Linked DNA regions of Mus musculus: regions 2 and 3 are each linked to region 1. The links are chromatin contacts, called in public HiChIP or PLAC-seq maps. All regions are on one chromosome and are shown on one strand. Each heading gives the region's core, a stretch centred on a gene start, on an enhancer-like site or on the middle of the called end of the contact. The rest is flanking DNA. Distances are from core to core; before and after follow the strand shown. Region 1 has its middle 22 kb from the start of Gm41044. Region 2 has its middle 39 kb from the start of Gm46397. Region 3 overlaps Gm36703 (a long non-coding RNA gene).

Region 1 (4,746 bases), core at 1,577-4,076:
CCAAGAATGCTGAGAGTGGGCAAAACTCTGCCTTAGGAAAGAACATACATTGGTTATTCTACACCAAATGGTAAGCCCAAAAACATACATAGGAGTAACGTTATCAAGACTGAGCATGTTATAGTTAGTGATACATACACCCATATATGTATGAATGTATTACATACATATACATATATATACTCTGTTTATATAGTATATATAGACATATATGTGTATCATAACAATTAATGAAAACAGAGGCATGAATTTGAAGAAGAGCAAGAAGGGGTAGATGAGACTGGAAAGAGGAAAATGAAGGGATAAATTATAAAGTTATAATCTCAAAATCAAAAATTAAAAATATATATCTCTTGTACATACTAATGGGAACATCATGATAGATGATATGAAGTAAATGTTAATTTCATTTGGTAAAGTCTCTCTCCTAATTTAAATATGTATAGATAAGAGAAAGGGCAGACATGTGATCTAATTTCAGCATGTGCACATACCAGGATCTCGGTGGTGGGTATGAATGCTATTTATAGATGATTTTTCAACTTTTCTGCAAGTGTGACAGTTTTAAAATGAATAATAATAAATTACATTTTTTAATATGAAAACTATTGAGAGCACTGTAATGATTTACTCCATTGTATTAAAAGCATCTAGACTTGTCTTGTAAATCACATTATGAATTCTTTTGTTTTCCAGTTTTTAATAAAGAAGTAACAATTAAAATAGCCATGGCAATGCTTAGCAGTCTCAATGTGTTAATGTATTGTATTGGAACCTGATCGCTGAGCACCATGTTCTTTATTATAGACAGAAAAAGTTGCCCAGCAAATCAGTCCTCATCTAGGTTCTTAGCATTGCCCTGGTGATAACTGTTTTTCTCATGCTATTGGGGGCCCAGCGCAGAAGCCCTGCCTGGCTGACTATGTGTCTTGACTCTTTTATTCAGCCTGATGGTTCTTCAGTTCCCAGGCATTCTTCCAAATCCGCAATGGATTATTTTATAGGTGTGTAAAGCTAGATTCTTGTCCCAAGCTAATTAACATTAAAGCATGTCTCCATTGTCCCATCCACAAGAGACATGAAGTGGGACCTGCATTATTGAAGAATTCTTGTTTTTCCTGGCCCTGAAAGTGCTAGGAAGAGGGAACTTCAAGAAAAAGAAAAGAAATGAAGGGGGAGGAGCTGGAGAGGTGAGAGGTGAAGAAAGACAAGGAAAGAGAAGGGGAAGACATGAAGGAAGGTGAGGGAGAGGGAAGACTCAATGTAAGCAAAAGAAAATGGAAAAACCTGTGAACTGTGGTGCTGCAATTCTAGCACCTGAGAGGCAGAGTCAGGGGTCTGGCTACAACTCTGAGGCCAGCCAGGGCTACATAGGAAGATCCTATCTCAGAAATATTAGTATAAGAAAAAAAAAACCCTATAAACATGTCTTAAGACTATGACCTTCTGCAGTGTGGAGGGCTCCATTAAGCTCAGAGGGAATATTAGGCATTTTTTTCTGAATATTTGCACAGCTTGGAGACATATACATGAGGATTCATACAGAAGAACGTGTTGTGTGCACAGGATCAGCTGCTGACTGGAGGCACTGTTGACTAGCTGCAGTCCTCACAGAAGGCAGACACAATAGGGAGATTGTCTTAGCCAAGAGCAGCGAAAGGGACATTGGCTCCTTCGCTTTCTATCAAAGGGATCAAGCAGAATTTATGGAAAGACATTCTATTCCATGTAAATATTAGCTCAAAAAATAATTGAAGCAGAAAACAGTTCAGCAAATTGTTAACTAGGTAATAAGTATCCAAGGCATGGCGTGGAATCCATGCCATATCCCAGAGATATCTAGGTCCAAGAGTCCAGCAACTGTACAGAAGAACAAATTATAAACCCTGGCCAAGATCTAAAGTAATATCACCTACAGTGTGATATTACAACGATGATATCAAATATAGCAATACTTCTCTAGGAACTTGTCACCAAGGGAATTTCCCTATCACCCACCACACCCATTCTCAACCCTACCACTAAGCGAGAAAGTCTGGTCTGCTATCAGAGGGTAAGATAGTTTGCTGTTGCGTTCAGAAAGTGCTGTAGTTGTACTTAGAAACAGGTGCCTAGAGAAGCTGGCAAATATTAATAGGCAACATCCCCTAAGTGCTAATGCACCAGGCTGTATGTTAAGAGATTTATAGTCAGCCCTACTAGGACAGGTATTATTATTTGATTGGTTTTATAAGCTAGGGACTGAAGTTCTAAGAGGCCAGGCCACTTGCTTATGGTCACAGAGGGAACAAGCATAAAAGCAGGGTTCACATCTACTTAGACGGATTCCAGAGAGGTTTTTTTAACAAATAATTTATGTTCATTCTTTGAAGTAGAGACAAAAACACAGCTATTAATAAGAGCAGCAATATTTCTTTAGCTCTTTCGAGCTTACAAATTATTTTTGGAAGTAGTATTTTAATTGACAATCACAAGAACATTGTGACACCCCAGCATTGTCCCCTTCTCTAAACAGAGGAACCCCATCACTGGCAGAATTGCCCCAGTCAACAAACTAGGATCAGGCCATTCAGAGACATTCCTCAGCCTCCTCCATGCCAGCTCCTGTTGCCCCGTTCTTGCAAGTATTCCAATTTCCCTTAACCTCATTCTCTAGGAATTCAATTTAAAAAGACACAGACAGAGCCTGAAGTCTACCTCTGAAAGTCACCTCACTGTTAGTCTTCTGACTGTCACACCTCCTTGATGTCCTTTGCCACGTGGTCTTCCCGGGCACCTTCCTTGTTCTGACTGATCTACTCCGTGGTATTAGTCTGGTATGAGCATTTGGCTCCGTGCGTTCAGGAATTTCTCTCCACTTCAGCTCCACTGTGTCCCTGTTCTTTAATTAGAGGAGTGTAGGTGGAAAAACATCCACAAAGCCTGGAGTGCAATACAAATTATCTGCTGCTTTCAGATATTTATTTTACTAATTATGTACCAATATGTGACTTCTTTTGCTGTCTGACATAAGGTTTTTCAATCCCATTTTGTAGACAAAATGACTTCTGATGGACGGTGGATGTCAGTAGCACTACAGAGACGGTTCTTTACTAAATCTGTCTGGCTTCGGGATACCTGTAGGAAAAAAATGAAGCAAAGAACTCAAAGACAACACAACAGAAGGTCACCCCACACCATGTAAGAGAGAATGGGAGGCTATAGCTTTGAGAAGGTATATTGGAGTCCCCAGCCAACTTCTCAGCATGCATCCAAAGGAAATACTAGAATATTAGAGACTGGCATATGTTTGCTTAGTGCCTCACTGTTTACAGAGGCTGCAGACCTTCCAACAAACAGATCTGTAAAGAAATGTGACATGTGTATGTATGTATGTATATGAATGCTACTGAGCCATTAGAAATGACATTTTAGGGCTGGAGAGATGGCTCTGCCATTGAGAAGACCTCTTCCAGAGACTCTGGGTTTGATTTGCATCCTCTACATGGTATTCTACAACAGTCAATAACTCTAGTTCTAGGAAAATGGGTGCTCTCTTCTGGGCTCTGGCTGGGGGTCACAATAGTATTGTATAGACAAATAACACACACAAATTAAAATTTTAAAGAAAACTTTTGAAAAAAATGACAATTTGGAGACTGCTTCCAAAGAAAAGTGTGGTAAATGGCCCGTGTCTAAGTATGATCAGTGAGGACTTACTTGGAGACCTGAACTTCAAATTGTGTTTTCCACTGACTATTCCTGTAGAATATGATTCTTCGTAAGCTCTAGCAGACTTACTGTGGCTTCATCGCCACCCCAGACTTTTAGCTATTCAAACTGGAGTGTGAAGAGTGTTGGAATTATTTTTTTAAAAAATCATAATTCTTGAAAACCATAAGAATCCCTGTGACTGAGTTTGTGCCTGAATCTCAAATTTGAAAACACTAAGAAACTTACTCCTGTGTTCCCCCACCGTAAGTTGTAATTCTAAATTGTATGACTGTTTGCCAAGTTCTTGCACATTTCCAGGGGCTTGACCTGACTGGGGCAGCGAGGACATGAAGAAAAGACAAACACAGATAAGTAAGTGCACCAAAAAGCTGAGATCCGTGGACTTGGCAATCTAATAGAGAAACCACAGAAACCAGAAGCTCAGAATGTTTATGATACACAGTTGAACAGGAAGGTGGGGTTATAGCATACAGCTAAATCAGGGAGGTAGAGTTAGGTAATCTCTCTAGAAGCCTTCTTTGTCAGGAACAGACCTCAGGCTGTAAATATCTGCTTGGAGAAAGCTATGGTACATATTTTCTGCACACACTATCAGCTCCCTAAAGAAGCTGTTGCCATCCTTCTCGGCTCTGCCTGGAGAAGGCTCCACCACTCCCACGAGGCTGAGGCAGTGAGCGCTTGGCAACGGGACTCCAATCAAATCAGTCACTCAGAGTTTCATTCACTCCAGGCTTTCCCCCTCTCCTCACAATTGTTTATGAATGAATGCACTGAATTTTGTTGGTGGTGTTGTTATGTTATTTTGTTTTGTTTTTAAGGATACTATTATTAACAGCAAAACAGAGTATGTTGCAGGATATTATGTGACGTGAAAGAACTCAAACATAGAAAGATATGTTGTGCTTGTTCCCTGGCCTATGTGCGTGCTCTAGGAAGTCTATTGGAATGTGTGATGGTTCCTGGAGGCTGAGAAAGTGGAGGGAGGTTGGATAATGGACATCAAGGCTCAGTAAGACAGACAGAATAGGATCT
Region 2 (4,746 bases), core at 601-3,100, 360 kb before region 1:
CAGCTGCTCTATTTTAATTCTGCGGTTCTCAGAGAAAGACCTTCTGCTCTAACCAACGTTTTACTAGTGTTCTGAGAATGGCATGGTCTGCAGAAGAGTTTTTTAACAAAGGAGACCCCGAGACTCTGCAAGTGTTTCCCTATAGCTGATAGTAGGGTTATTGCTTAAAAAAAATTTGGGTCTCCTATCCGTGTGCATTTATGCACATGTGCGTGTGCATGCACACACACTGAAGGAATAGAGTCTGTAACGTTAGGGTGGCCTTAAAGCATGCTTACAGCTGGATCTGTCTGAGCCTGCCACACCTCATCCTTTTACTATTTAAATATCCCTTCTGCTAGTTACTGTGTTTAATTGTGGGGCAAAACAGGAGTTAATCATGGTCTTGGTGCCAAAGAAAACTTACTGCAGCCTCTAAATCTTAAGAGAATCACCATTATTTAAACACAGGGCCTACCTAGATATATTTAAACCTAGGCAGCTACTATTTCTTCCGTAGGAGACACAGAGGCCATTGGATATGATTGCCCTTGCTTTTTGCATATATACATGAAAAGTGGTTTCTTTGACAACTTTAACTGCTGCTTGGTCAGAAATTATGAAGCTGATGAAAAAGCTCAATGGCTGGTGCTTACTTTTCCTTTCAATGTTACTTAAACTTGAACTCTTTGCACTTTCCTTTTGGCTGGAGATACACTGAGAAAACCTTCATTCTGTGAGCTTGCTCAGCTTCCCTCCTTAGCCTGCTCACTCTCCACTGAACGAAGAGGAATGCCCATGCCAACAGGGAACCATAGCACTGGTGGCCCTAATGTCAAGGGCACAGGAGTTAGGAGAAGAGTTTGAACCCACTGCACACAGAGAGTGCAGCCTAGGGAAACCAAAGTCATGCCACCCAAATCATCACAGGCTTCTAGGATGGCTGACCCCCAAGTTTTAACCCAAATCTGTTTCTAAACTCCCATTTTGGTTAATCAGGCAGATTCTCCAGATTATTGTTGGCTAGTTTAGGAAGAACTCAGAAGCGAAGAGAGGGCTGCTCTGGCCATCCCCAGACTCCAGTTTAAGCAAATACAAGAGGAATGCTGTAGAGCCTCCATCCCTCTGATACTCAAGGTCATACTTTTACTGTTGGAAGTGTTGCAGATGTGACAACAATTGGCAAGAGCTTATCCTCAAAGGAATGTGACACCTTTTATTTTAGAAAGCCTGGTCTCTGTGTAAAAGAGGGAAGACTTATGAGTATAAGAGACGAGGAAAACACTTAATTTGGGGCTCACAGTTCCAGAGCATTAGAGTCTATGACTATCATGGCAAAAAGAATATGCAAACAGGCAGGCAGTTGTCATGGTGCTGGAGTGGCAGCTGAAAGCTTTTATCTTGATCCACAAACACAAGGCAAAAAATTGGTAACTGGCAAAGGCATGGGTTTTTGAAACCTCAAAGCCTGCCCCTAGTGACACATCTCTTCCAACAAAGCCACACCTCCCAATCCTTCCCAAAGAGTTCTGACAACTGGATATCAAAACTCCAAATATTTGAGCCCATAGAGGCCATTTGTATTGAAATCACCACAGATAGTAATTATGTTTAAGTTGTATATGTGTACATGGGCATAGACACATACAAAGAGTACTGAATATTTATAAGCAAATCAGAGTCACTGTGTATAGCAAGTCTCTTCAGGGCTTACACATTTGTGGTCATTGGTGAAAAACAAAACTCACTCTTAATTAAGGGGCATAATTGATGGTTTGGAACTTCAGAGATAAGAACGGACTTCTGATCATCTGTGGGCATAGAACAGACAGAGGCATCAGGCTCTGCTTTCTTTCCTCTTAGTCATGTTCTATCCTGGCACCCTGGGGACTCATGCCTCCCTGTATGTGCAGAGTAAGTGTTCCTTACAGAGGAAACTTCCAGTCATGATTTTATCATCAGAGTACATGCTAGTGTTAGAGAACTCAACTGTGATGATGGGGATGGCTTTGTAGACAAATGGGAAAGATTAGACAGAAGTATCAGAGTAAGAGACCCTTTGTGTGGCAAATAGGCTTAATAGAATTCCTCCATTAGCAGAAAGTTGGCACAGATCTTGTCTTTCCACAGCTTCCTCACTTATTGCAATAAAGAGAGTGTGAAATCCCATGCAAGCAAATTAATTTTAGAAAGCACTTAAAGGCTGATTCTAAAGAGCCCGTGTGACCACTGGAAAGCTACACCGAGTATAACCTGGTAACTACAGAGCAAATGTGATTCCCGAATCTTGATTTCAGATTGGAATACAAAGTATATTATGCAGGTCCATTTTCTATTTTACTTGTTCTATAGAATTGATCAGAGTGAGCAGGAAATATTCCATATCTTCTGAATACTTTATTCATCAATGTAATAATCACATAGGTTACTATTGTTTTACCTGAGAAGAAAGTGAATTGGATGGTCCATTAAAATTATTCTGGCTACAGTGGGGAGTGGGGCCATGGTTTATATGAAGAATTGAACAATAGATGAACAGTGCGGTGGTGGGAAAATGATTGCCATTTCTCTACCATTTTCCACCATGAGTTAAAACCAAAATGGCTTATGTATAATGTCTCAATTTCCCATTTGCTTTATTTATGATCCTGTTTATCAGTAGGATGCTACCAAAGTTATATCTTCTTGAAGGAAAGAAGTATTTGTTAATTTCAGAGTCACTCTTTTATTTTGGTTTGTTGGTTTTTATTGTTGTTGTTCGGTTGGTTTTGTTTAGGGTTGTAAGCTTCACAGTTCAGCTGGCTCCAATCTCATAGTCCTCCTGTACCCACCTTCCAAATGCTGGGAAGGATCACCTTCCTTACTGCAATATGGAGCTTTTACTACTCTCTTTGCAACAACTTTTATCCTCAAGAGTGGCTATGGCTTTCAGTTTGTGTTCACTGAGCATTAATCTTTTGTGAATGTGTCACAGGTTATAAGCACTATAATAAAACATGCATGTGTTGGTTGGCTTTTGTCAATATGTCACAGACTGGAGTCAGTTGGGAAGGGGGAATCTCAATTGAAGAATTACTTTCATCAGACTCGTTTGTAGCAAGTATGTGGGGGTGTTTTTCTTGACTATATAGGTAAGGCTCCATCAACACATGTACAACCCACCTGACCTCAGCTTTCTTTTCTTTTCTTTTCTTTCTTTCTTTCTTTCTTTCTTTCTTTCTTTCTTTCTTTCTTTCTTTCTCTCTCTCTCTCTCTCTCTCTCTCTCTTTCTTTCTTTCTTTCTTTCTTTTCCAGATGGGCCACATTTTCTTTTTTTTTTCTTTCTTTTTTTTTTATTACGTATTTTCCTCAATTACATTTCCAATGCTATCCCAAAAGTCCCCCACACCCTCCGCCCCCCCTCCCCGCTCCCTTACCCACCCATTCCCATTTTTTGGCTCTGGCGTTCCCCTGTACTGGGGCATATAAAGTTTGCCTGACCAATGGGCCTCTCTTCCCAGTGATGGCCGACTAGGCCATCTTTTGATACATATGCAGCTAGAGTCAAGAGCTCTGGGGTACTAGTTAGTTCATAATGTTGTTCCACCGATAGGGTTGCAGATCTCTTTAGCTCCTTAGATACTTTCTCTAGCTCCTCCATTGGGGGCCCTGTGATCCATCCAATAGTTGACTGTGAGCATCCACTTCTGTGTTTGCTAGGCCCCGGCCTAGTCTCACAAGAGACAGCTATATCATGGTCCTTGCAACAAAGGCTTGCTAGTGTATGCAATGGTGTCATCGTTTGGAGGCTAATTATGGGATGGATCCCTGGATATGGCAGTCTCTAGATGATCCATCCTTTTGTCTCAGCTCCAAACTTTGTCTCTGTAACTCCTTCCATGGGTGATTGTTTCCAATTCTAAGAAGGAGCAAAGTGTCCACACTTTGGTCTTCGTTCTTCTTCAGTTTTATGTGTTTTGCATATTGTACCTTATATCTCGCTATACTAAGTTTCTGGGCTAATATCCACTTATCAGTGAGTACATATCATTTGAGTTCTTTTGTGATTGGGTTACCTCACTCAGGATGATGCCCTCCAGGTCCATCCATTTGCCTAGGAATTTCATAAATTCATTCTTTTTAACAGCTGAGTAGTACTCCATTGTGTAAATGTACCACATTTTTTTGTATCCATTCCTCTGTTGAGGGGCATCTGGGTTCTTTCCAGCTTCTGGCTATTATAAATAAGGCTGCTATGAACATAGTGGAGCATGTGTCCTTCTTACCGGTTGGGACATCTTCTGGATATATGCCCAGGAGAGGTATTGCGGGATCATCCGGTAGTACTATGTCCAATTTCTATATGCCTGTCGGTGTGTCTAACTTTTCTTCATTTCCTCACCACTCACAATCAGGGTTCCAGGACAAAGGTACGTTAGATGTGGCAACCTGTTTCAGTTTCTACAGATTTCTGTCTAGACTTCCTGCCTTGACTTCCTCCAATAGGGTGGTTTGGTCAGTATGTTAGTACAGAAACCCAAGAGCAAATTAGAAGATAAATTGGTACCAGAGGGTGGGCGTAACTATCCTGAGCATTATCTTAGGGGAGGATTGTGGAAGTGTTTGAAGCTTTGGGCTAGAAAAGCCATTGAGTGCTCAGAACTTGATAGGCTGTTCTTAAGGCACACATTGTTCATTTTGGTCAGTGTTATCACGATAATAAAAGACAAACCAGAACAACATCATGCATGCCTTTGGTACAAATTGCAGGTTACCTCTATCACAATG
Region 3 (4,746 bases), core at 1,496-3,995, 320 kb before region 1:
AGATATTGCAAAGCATTTACTCAATAGAGCATGAATACTAATTAAGTAGTCCTAAGTGTATAATCTATGCACTTACTTGCACTTAATCTCTGTGAATTTGGCAAAAGTAGATTAATTCCATTAAATTCCATGTTTTTTTTTTTTTTGGTGGTTCTATCAGGAATGAGGACCCTATGCTATATACCCTGTGGTGTGGCAGTAAGAATTAGCATACATTCAAAGCTCTTTGCACAGTGTAAGGATGGCCCTTAGAAGATGGTCACATCAGAAATACAGGAAGGAACATGGCCAAGATTGAAAATCAGGTCATCAGCAGGAAACTAAACAGAACTTTAATTCTCAGTGGAAATGACAAGCTCCTAGAACCACGCCACCCTTGCTAAGGACCACATCACATGCTTGAATTATTACCCCAGCCCCATAGCTCATCTTCTTGAACCCAGTCTGTGTCAGTTTGTTACCTATAACGAAAGTAGGAAGGTGTGGGTATTGCCTGAGCACATGCAGGGGAGATTTACTTTGGATGCCAAAGTCGGATAGTCTCTGATTGTGGCACCAGTATTTTCTCAATGAGCAACACTGAGTTATTAACCAAGACATGAATCTGTTTATGTCACACTCTGATTTCTTCCTTAATGGCTTTCAACAACATTCATAAAGAAGTGTCATTTCTCAAGTCCATATGTCCTGTAGTTTGTCTCTCTTCTATGGACCCCTAATTACCCTAGTGCACATCACAGCCATGGATTCTGTAGCTCACTGGGTGAGTCTCGCTGTTGGCCATTGGGCATACCATCCTTCTGTTTGATAGCAATTTGCCTAGCAGTGAGTGGTGTCTCCTGCTCATGCTCCACCATCAGCTATGTTGCTCTCCTTCTCTGGGAAGCCTTGATATTCTGTTTCTTCAGAGCCTTCACAAAGAGCAGGTCATTGGTTGTACACTAATAATTGTTACTGATGTGACTATTGTATTTCATTAACCTATCATGCCTGAGAGAATATAAGTTCCTTAAAAGAAGGCATTGAGATTCTTTTTTTTTTAAAAAAATTCATAAACAGCTTACATCAGAGAAACCAGCATGTCCTAAAAACATCTATCTATCTATCTATCTATCTATCTATCTATCTATCTATCTATCTATCTATTATCTTTCTATCTATCTATCTATCTATCTATCTATCTATCTATCTATCTATCTATCTGCCTATCTATCTGCCTATCTCTATCTATCTATCTGCCTGCCTGCCTGCCTGCCTGCCTGCCTGCCTGCCTATCTATCTATCTATCTATCTATCTATCTATCTATCTATCTATCTATCTATCTATCTGCCTATCTATCTATCTATCTATCTATCTATCTATCTATCTATCTATCTATCTGCCTATCTATCTGCCTATCTCTATCTATCTATCTGCCTGCCTGCCTGCCTGCCTGCCTGCCTGCCTGCCTGCCTGCCTGCCTATCTATCTATCTATCTATCTATCTATCTATCTATCTATCTATCTATCTATCTATCTGCCTATCTATCTATCTATCTATCTATCTATCTATCTATCTACACTCATTAGCTGTGTCTACTTGGGTATCAAATAAGCAGTCCTGCTATACATGATGAAAACATTTATATGGTGCTGATGGAAAATCAGATATAAATGTACCCACTTTTGATAGTCTGTTTTTTGTATATTAATTAAAACTAGAAAACTGTACTTAGGAAACTAAATTGTTTAATCAAGGCTTTTAAATGTGTTCTCTCCTCACCTCTCCCTACTCCCTCTTTTTTTTTTTTTTTTTGTATAGTCCTGGGTGTCCTGGATATAGACCAGGATAGTCTTGAACTCAGAGAGCTGCCTGCCTCTACCTCCCAAGTGCTGGAATTAAAGGAAGGTGTCACCATCCCCAGAACCGTCTTACAGTGTTTTCTCTTTCATGTATATATATAGACACATTGTGGTGTGTGTGTGTGTGTGTGTGTGTGTGTGTGTGTGTGTGTGTGTGAACAATAGTGTGGCAGTTCTAGAAAGCAGCTAATAAAGAAGGCTCTGGGCATGTTGAATACAGTGGTTTAAATATGAATGTCCTCCATAGGCTTTTGTATTGAAGCACTTGATTCCCATTTGACGACATGATGAGGGATGTGGTATTTATGGCCTTGCTGGAGGATGGAAATCGTTTTAGGAGGTCTCCGAGAGTTCACAGCCTCAATGCACTTCCAGTTTGCTCTCTGTACCATGCTTGCAGTTGAAGATGTAATCTCTCAGCTTCCTTTTCTGGGCCCATGTTGCCAAGCCTCTCTCAGACATCATGGACTCTCTCTGGAACCCAAGACTCTTCTTTCTGTAAATTGTTTCTGATCATGGTATCTTATCACTGCAATAGAAAAAAATAACACACTAGACAACCTCCCTATAAGTTTGATGAACATAAGAATGAACTTATTTTGCTTTTCCTGAGATACAAAATTGACTTTTCATTGATACAGACAACTTTTATGGCTAGGCAGAAATAAAGGAACAATTGAATCACTAATAGAAAGGCATGTGCAATCATGACCACTTTGTGATAGTCTTTTGCCTATTAATTTCAGCTAGAAAACTATACTTATGAAACTAAGCACTTAGCCAAGGTCTTTAAGCATTTTTCCCTCATGGAGATGTAAAGATACAATATCAGTATATGTATGTGTATGAACAATGTGTGCTAATGTTAGAAAACTGCTAGAAGACCCATCTTCCAAGCTGCTTTTGTGGCAGGCTGCCCAGACATTCCTTATTAGGGTGATAAGTCTTTTTGGCTTGGAGATATGTCAGACCATTAGTTTTCAAAGAAGTGACACATTGTGAGTAATAAAAACTCTTCTGGAAAGGGATTCACGTGGATCTGATAGAAATCAAATCTATTAGTGCTCTTCAAAGATGAATTTTCTGGTTTTAGGCCACTTTTCTTTCACAATTTCTCTCTCATTTCCTGCCTTCTGATGATTTCTTTATGGTTAACAGCTTTGCAAGAATAAAGACACAGGGAGAGCAGTGGAAAAAAATCAAACTGCAATGTCAGCTTTGTAATGTCTTAAAAATGGTAGAGAAGTACCACTTGACACTACGTGTTGGGCATTGTATAAAACACTGCCCCGGGCACTGCTCAATACCCTTAGTAGTTGGCATACCAAACTTACACCAAACCTACAGGCCTCATTTGGGAGAATTAATATTAGGCAGAGCAGGGGGAGTTTTCACATTCATATAATTTTAGCTAGCTTCCTATAGTTAAAATTATATATATATATGACAGAAGACAGAAATGATGGACCAAATTGAGAACTTGAATTTTTCATTGTGCTTGATTTCTACCCCATAACGCCATTGGTAATTCTACCATTGGTAGGCTATAAAGAACACTCAGGCCAAAGGAAATCATACCATGTTACATAAAATTTATGCTGTTGTTGTATTCCACTGAACCATCAAGAAGTTAATAAACACAAAGAAACAAATGTCACCCGTTCATCTATTCATGTTTTAGAAGCATTGTTAGCCTAAATTAGTAAAAGAGTGAAGTAATAGTCAAGCATTTAGGCTTGCGGATAAATGTTATGCCCGATGATTAGAGATTCATTGTTTATGGACATTTAACAATAAGAGGAAAAGCTATGGAGTGTTTAAACACCTGATCCTCCCTGGTGACATCAGGGAAGGCTTCATGAAGAAGTGGTCCTTGTACTGAGTTTTGAAAGATGCTGAATTTATGAAATTCCTAGGCAAATGGTTGGACCTGGAGGGCATTATCCTGAGTGAGGTAACCCAATCACAAAAGAACTCAAATGATATGTACTCACTGATAAGTGGATATTAGCCCAGAAACTTAGAATACCCAAGATATAATTTACAATTTGCAAAACACATGAAACTCAATAAGAACGAAGACCAAAGTGTGGACACTTTGCCCCTTCTTAGAATTGGGAACAAAACACCCATGGAAGGAGATACAGAGACAAAGTTTGGAGCTGAAACAAAAGGATGGACCATCTAGAGACTGCCATATCCAGGGATCCATCCCATAATCAGCCTCCAAACGCTGACACCATTGCATTCACTAGCAAGATTTTGCTGATAGGACCCTGATATAACTGTCTCTAGTGAGACTATGCCAGGGCCTAACAAACACAGAAGTGGATGCTCACAGTCAGCTATTGGATGGATCACAGGACCACCAATAGAGGAGCTAGAGAAAATACCCAAGGAGCTAAAGGGATCTGCAACCCTATAGGTGGAACAACATTATGAACTAACCAGTACCCCGGAGCTCTTGACTCTAGCTGCATATGTATCAAAAGATGGCCTAGTTGGCCATCACTGGAAAGAGAGGCCAATTGGACTTGCAAACTTTATATGCCCCAGTACAGGGGAACACCAGGGACAAAAAGTGGGAGTGGGTGGGTAGGGGGTGGGGTGGGGGGTATGGGGGACTTTTGGGATAACACTGGAAATGTAAATGAGGAAAATACCTAATTAAAAAAAAAGAAAAATTCGAGGAAGACTGGCAGTTGAATTACACTTAAGGGCATGGTAGAATGCTTAGAGCCTACCTAGGGCAGCCATGGTCTCAGCAAACAGCTGTAAAAAACAAACATCTAGAAACCAGCAAGAGGCAGCGGCAGAGTGATCGTGCACATAACACTATGACTTTGGGGTGTTTCCATTCCGCACGCTTTTACATCCGTTAATGTGATCAGAAATGAACCTGC

What was found. HiChIP or PLAC-seq counts read pairs in DNA pulled down with a chosen protein or histone mark.
Region 2: an H3K27ac HiChIP or PLAC-seq map of heart atrium shows a contact between it and region 1, with 8 read pairs. The contact joins two enhancer-like sites.
Region 3: an H3K27ac HiChIP or PLAC-seq map of heart atrium shows a contact between it and region 1, with 8 read pairs. The contact joins two enhancer-like sites. A contact is called at or near these places in 1 of 15 datasets of contacts at CTCF or cohesin (pro-B cells) and 2 of 115 datasets of contacts at active chromatin or transcription factors (fibro-adipogenic progenitors and heart atrium).

Annotation. Positions count from the first base shown.
Region 1 is chr13:102,034,286-102,039,031 of GRCm38.p6, reverse strand. No RefSeq gene overlaps it. Among named protein-coding and RNA genes, the nearest start is that of Gm41044, 22 kb to the right of the region's middle. Within about 2 kb of position 2,826, at least 22 of the 459 cell types and tissues checked have an H3K27ac peak or open chromatin away from gene starts, as enhancers often do. A contact at or near this core is called in heart atrium, where this site is marked.
Region 2 is chr13:102,388,530-102,393,275 of GRCm38.p6, reverse strand. No RefSeq gene overlaps it. Among named protein-coding and RNA genes, the nearest start is that of Gm46397, 39 kb to the right of the region's middle. Within about 2 kb of position 1,850, at least 5 of the 459 cell types and tissues checked have an H3K27ac peak or open chromatin away from gene starts, as enhancers often do. A contact at or near this core is called in heart atrium, where this site is marked.
Region 3 is chr13:102,353,795-102,358,540 of GRCm38.p6, reverse strand. Gm36703 (a long non-coding RNA gene) reads right to left here. Exons shown (of 4, transcript XR_382833.4): 4 at 1,857-2,372. Among named protein-coding and RNA genes, the nearest start is that of Gm46397, 4.3 kb to the right of the region's middle. Within about 2 kb of position 2,745, at least 8 of the 459 cell types and tissues checked have an H3K27ac peak or open chromatin away from gene starts, as enhancers often do. A contact at or near this core is called in heart atrium, where this site is marked.